Regions from separate parts of the Pan troglodytes genome. Here region 1 is linked to region 2. A link is a contact called in public HiChIP or PLAC-seq data. All regions are on one chromosome and are shown on one strand. Each heading gives the region's core, a stretch centred on a gene start, on an enhancer-like site or on the middle of the called end of the contact. The rest is flanking DNA. Distances are from core to core; before and after follow the strand shown. Region 1 holds the start of CD164 (CD164 molecule). Region 2 holds the start of LOC112204050.

The links. HiChIP or PLAC-seq counts read pairs in DNA pulled down with a chosen protein or histone mark.
Region 1: a contact with region 2 is called in an H3K4me3 HiChIP or PLAC-seq map of stem cell-derived excitatory neurons, with 4 times the contacts expected there. The contact joins the promoter of CD164 here to the promoter of LOC112204050 in region 2. A contact is called at or near these places in 1 of 7 Hi-C or Micro-C datasets (a lymphoblastoid cell line) and 1 of 1 datasets of contacts at active chromatin or transcription factors (stem cell-derived excitatory neurons).

Annotation. Positions count from the first base shown.
Region 1 is chr5:121,299,734-121,302,791 of NHGRI_mPanTro3-v2.0_pri, reverse strand. CD164 (CD164 molecule) reads left to right here and starts at 1,457. Exons shown (of 5, transcript XM_009451804.3): 1 at 1,457-3,058.
Region 2 is chr5:121,079,842-121,082,757 of NHGRI_mPanTro3-v2.0_pri, reverse strand. LOC112204050 reads right to left here and starts at 1,349. Exons shown (of 47, transcript XM_054686851.2): 1 at 1,230-1,349.

The sequences.
Region 1 (3,058 bases), core at 208-2,707, 220 kb before region 2:
TAGTCTGGGAGTGGGGAGAAAGGGGTAGTTGAATATTTTAAGGATAGCTTAAGATGGGAGTGACAGCTTAGCTGAGAGACCTGAAAGAAGTAGGAGTTGGTCAGATGCCAGAAGGGAATAACAATATTCTAGGCAGAAGAAATAGCATGGATGAAGATCCACATGCAAAAGAAAACATGACCAGTTAGGAGAACTGGAAGTTCAGGGAGCTCTAGTGTAGACTGCATGGATGGAGTCAGAGCAGAGAGTAGGTAACAGACAGGTTGGGAAGGCATGGTACTGAGTCAAGTTATCTCTTCCAAGAGCTATATAACTGGAATACTGGGCAATGGAGATGATTGGCTGTGGCTCTATAGATCTGGCAATGTCCTGTAGGGTTGAAGCCTGAAACGAAGTCCTAGCAAACCAGCTCCACGTGCTAGGGATTCCTCCTTTTAAGTTCAAGTCTCCCTTGGCCCTCACACACTTGATTTCCCACCCCTGAATGCCTATAAGATTTACTGTCATATTCTTACAGTGAATGGATTCCCTTTAACATAAGCTAGTACAAGGGGGTTTGTACTTCTTGCTATCAAGTAGTGGAGGCAAAACTCTGATTATTAAGGGGCCACTGGATGTTAGTTATAGCTAGAAGGCAGGGTCCTGTTTGGAGTGTTGATCTGTTTATTTGGGGAAAGGTGCTGACACAAGGCTGAAGCATTGTTTAAAAATCTGCTGTTTAAAAAACTTAGAGGGAGCTTATACTGCTAGAAGATTCACAAGCGCAGAAGCACTCTGTCTTGCTGCTTTCAAGAAAATAAATGGTTAAGAAGGTCGCTCTAACAACCAATCGACAATCTAATTGCAAGCAATGTGTCTAAGAGGAAATAACCTGAGTGATGGCTGACCTTGCACACAGAAGAACTCTCTGAGGGTGCCTTTCAATTGTGATTTTATCCCCAGGAGACATTTAACAATATTGGGAGATATTTTTGGTTGTCACAACTGAAAGGTGGGGTGCTTCTGGTATCTAGTGTGTAGAGGCTAGGAATACTGCCGAATATCCAACAATGCACAGGACAAGCAAGAATGAGTCAGCCTGAAATCTTGATAGCGCCAAGATTGAGAAACCCTGCTTTATGACAACAATAAACAGAAGCTTACTGTCAGGAACTGAAAAAAAAAAAGCTGTCTCTCTGAAATGGTGAAAATGACTTTGGAACTCCCTTGATCTACCTCTACAGTTGCCATGCAAAATAAAATAAACCAATGGTTTTCTAGTCTTAAAACAAGAGCGTGAAATGTCCCTTTATCAGGACTGAGGAATATCTGAGGACTAGAGTTAAACATCCAGGTGACAAATTGTTAAACAATGGTCTGCACAGAGGAGTGTGTTTATCCTAGGGTGGAAAGAAGATAACACACCAAGCTCTGAGAACAGAGCTTCTATTTACATTTTTTTTTTTTTTTTGAGACGAGTCTCGCTCTGTTCCCCAAGCTGGAGTGCAGTGGTGTGATCTCGGCTCACTGCAACCTCCGCCTCCCGGATACAAGCGATCCTCCTGCCTCAGCCCTGCTAGTAGCTGGGATTACAGGCACGTGCCACCATGCCCGGCTAATTTTTGTATTTTTAGGAGAGACGCGGTTTACACCATGTTGGCCAAGCTGGTCTCAAACTCCGGACCTCAGGTGATCCACCCGCCTTGGCCTCCCAAAGTGCTGGCATTACAGGCGTGAGCCACCGCGTCCGGCCCCTATTTACATTCTTAACCTTAAAAAAAAATTAAAGTTGCCTTGCGCTTTCTTTTGGTCTGGGTGCCAGATAGTCAAGTGTTAAATATAGAGAGAGGCCTCCTGAGAGAAGAGCAGACACTTCTTTGAAGGGCTTATGGTGGGAGCTCACTTCCCTGACAGCATTCTCATGCTTCTGGGCTGGATCAGTCAAAACTATCAGCTTTTTGTTTACATCCAAGCAACACTACTCCAACTAGCGTAGTCATTGGAACAAATGTTCATAGTCCTGAGGGTACAGAAGGACGACACTGAAAAGATCCCAAGGGGAAATAAAATCTTTCTATTTGAGCAAAAAGGTAAAAGCACTATGTAGTCATCTTTTTTGGCACATCAAAAAAGTCATCGTGGCACATCAAAACAGACCTCACGAAAACAATTAATATTCCTATATTATTAGGATAACTTTGCATAATTAAAATTACATAAGTGTACAACAGCTGAAAACACAGCATTAAATACAACTTTTAAAGTCTAATTTTTACCATGTGATAACCGTATCAAATTTTGCGAATATTTTGTGAGACTTGGCAGTAGATGGCGCTCACCTTTACTAAAAGTCTGAGCAGCGCCTTAACACTAACAGGAACTTAAGAATCCAGCTCTGATGTCAGGCAATCCCGTGTCCAGGTCAGGTCACTTTTCTAAGTCTCAGTTTCCTCACTGGTAATGTGGCGGTGGGGGCCGCCCCAATGGCCTGGCAACTCAGACCGCTTTTGATTCTCTGACTACAGTGGTGGAGTTGAGACAGGTCTGCTGCTGCAACCGCCGTCTGAAATAGCAATCCGGAAAAGTCAGGTTGGGAAAGTGACAGAGTAGACGCCCTGCGGCTCTGATCCGGGCGGCGCCTCAGCTGCCCACACTATGTGGGCGGCAACGCACAAACTCCTTAACCACGTGGTGCCTCCATTCCCCTAGGGAGTCCCATCACAGGATAACTTCTAGCAAAATCAATCTTCAAGAAAAAAAGAAGGGGTCCTGCCGAAGACATAAGGAAGCTCCCTGGGGATCCCGCAGCACAGCACAAACTTAGTTCTTGAGAGCCGCACAAAACCAACTTCCGCCCCAGCGGAGTTGCGTCCGGAAGGCGCGGCCCCGGAGGTCACGTGGGCCCGCGGAATTACGGCCTGGCGGGGCGCTCAGGTGGAAGCAGTAGGCCACATCATGTCGACTGTTCCATGCAAGTTAGGGTGGGGGCCGTCCCTATCGCAGGCATGAGACAAGTCCAGCTGCGTCGTGTCTGGTAATCTGAGGGCAAGAAGAACGATTTGCAGAAGCCCCCAGTTTT
Region 2 (2,916 bases), core at 100-2,599:
CAAGAAGTAAATTTATTTTCAGATGAGTGACAGTCAATATTATTTTTATTTATCCTCATCTCACTTTAATTAAAAGGTGCAATGGCACGCATAGTTTTTTAAAAATCTCACAGTTGCTATTATGCCTTAGTGAAGGTTGTCTTGTCATATGTCTGAGTGTCAGCTTATACTTATCTACACGTCACCTACAATTAAATGTTCTCAGTAGATAAAGCTTTAGTTACAGCTGAATATTGTTCCAGGAAACCCCATTAGGAGTTTCATTATTTACTCTACACCAATAATGGCAGCTGTTGCATTTCTGTCCACAATGTACTCCTTCCATTGTGCATAACCAACTGGCCTCTTCCCCCCTTAGATTGATTTCTCACATTACAAGTACAATTTTTATTTAATTTTTGATCTCTTATCATGGATAAGAATACACATTTAGGCTGGGCGCAGTGGCTCATGCCTGTAATCCCAGCACTTTGGGAGGCTGAGGTGGGCGGATCACCTGAGGTCAGGAGATCCAGACCATCCTGGCTAACACGGTGAAACCCCATCTCTACTAAAAATACAAAAATTAGCTGGGTGTAGTGGCAGGTGCCTGTAATTCCAGCTACTCGGGAGGCTGAGGCAGGAGAATAGCTTGAACCTGAGAGGTGGAGGTTGCAGTGAGCTGAGATCGTGCCACTGCACTCTAGCCTGGGTGACACAGCGAGACTCCATGCCCACCAAAAAAAAAAAAAAAGAATATACATTTATAGTTAAAATTACACTTTTAAAGTAAGAAAAGCTCTCACATCTACCGGCAGGTATAGAAAAAAAGGAATAAAGTAAGAAAGCTACCAAAAAAGCTCAAAAATAATTTTCAAGTACATTATCTACATTATCCCAGCCAGTTAACTTACTATGTACTAAGTATCTCCCACTTTAATCTTACATTGTTGAAAACTGAACATTTCCCTCTGACCCTCCTGTCTTTATCTACAACCTAATAAAAATGGCTGGGTTGCCAATGATCCACCCAAGTACAGTTAATTCAGGATTCCAACTCCCATTTCCAGTATCAGAATATAGTCACAATACCTGCTGCTTCAAACACTGGAACTTTCTGGCTTCAGTTTCATCAAAATTGAGACCTGCCTTGGCTAGAAAATTCCAATTCCATTATTTCAATTTCTAATTACATAAAAACCAAACAAATCTGTTTTTTACTTAAGTGAACAAAATCCATGAAATCATACCAAGTTTCTGCTAGACAGAGCACAGCTGTGAGGTTGCTACAGCAACTCTTGTACACTGACCATAGACTGACTGCTCCATCCAGGAAAGAAATCTTTTGCTCCACCCCCTGAGGAGTCAAAGGCTCTGGCAAGCAGGCAGTCTGTGAGTTCAGTAGCTGTGATGAAGCAACAAGACACCATTCTTCATTGTCTCTCAATAATAAATGTCACCTCAACAACCACACCATACTCCAAACCTATTTGCTGTGTGTGGTTACATGTTTCAGCACAATGATAGGACTGTGTTCTTTACCCCCTCCCATTAGAAACCTGGGCTAGGAAAGATGACAAAGCCATTTCCCTTCAGGCACACAGAAAGAGATAAAAACCAAAATAAGTGAGAATATTCCCACTTTTACCAATAATATATTTAGGTGTTTGCTTTTAGAACATGTGTTCTACATTTTTTTTTTTTGCCACTCAGATTCAAAAAATATTTATTGAGTGTTTAATAAGTGTCAACTCTTCTGCTGGGTGCTTTCCCATGTTATTTCATTAACTTCTCACAACAAATTAGTATAGTCCTGTGAGGGAGATATTAGTATAATCCTCACTTTACAGATGAGAAACTGAGGCTCCAGAAAGTTATCTGACTTGTCCAAGCTATTAAATGGTAGAGTCCCAGAATTTGAAACCAAGTTTCCTAGCTCTGAAGTTGTGGTTTTTTCTACTACAATGGACTAATTTTTAAGAAAATTCTCAGTTGAAATATTCCATGTTCCTAAAATGGTTTTAATTTTTTTTTTTTTTGAGACAGAGTCTTGCTGTGTCACCAGGCTGGAGTACAGTGGTGAGATCTCAGCTCACTGCAACCTCCATCTCCCAGGTTCAAGCGATTCCCCTGCCTCAGTCTCCCAAGTAGCTGGGATTACAGGCATGCGCCACCACACCCGGCTAATTTTTGTAATTTAGTAGAGACAGGGTTTCACATGTTGGCCAGGATGGTCTCAATCTCCTGACCTCGTGATCTGCCTGCCTCGGCCTCCCAAAGTGCTGGGATTATAGGTGTGAGCCACCGAGCCTGGACGGTTTTTAAATTTTTAATGATAATTTTTAAAGCAATACCTTTTCACAAGTAATGAATTATTAATAACTAAATATATTCAGCCACCTTCCTAAATGTATAGAAAACAAAGGCACAGAACTATAGGTCTGCATTATGGTCCTGGTGGATAGCAGAAAGCTAAAAAGTTTAGCAAAAAGCTAAGCTTAAACTATAAAACTCATATCCTCAAGGAGGAAAGGCAAAGTAGAAAAACAGGTAAGGTGATGCAACTGAGTTTAGATCAAACACCCTATGGAACATCTCCAGGGCTGAGAAGCTAAGGGTGTGAATGAGTGGGAGTGAAAGCTGGCAAAGGGCACATGCACTATTTACAACAGGAGGAAATTTTGATCTCTGCCATTAACTACTTTCAAGGACAATTTCAAGCATCAATGTGCCCATCTTCAGTCACTTCCCCACTTCCAGGTATGGAAGGTATTCTAACATGGTATCTCTCCTCACCATTAGAATGAATTATAGTTCTCTTCCTCCCCAAAAGATCCATAATTACCAACTTTTTCCTACACAAGCTTCTTGGGAATTTCCTAGGAAAACAGAAAAACTGTCTTTTAAAAATTGCTCTCCTTAGCTTCCCAAGATCCT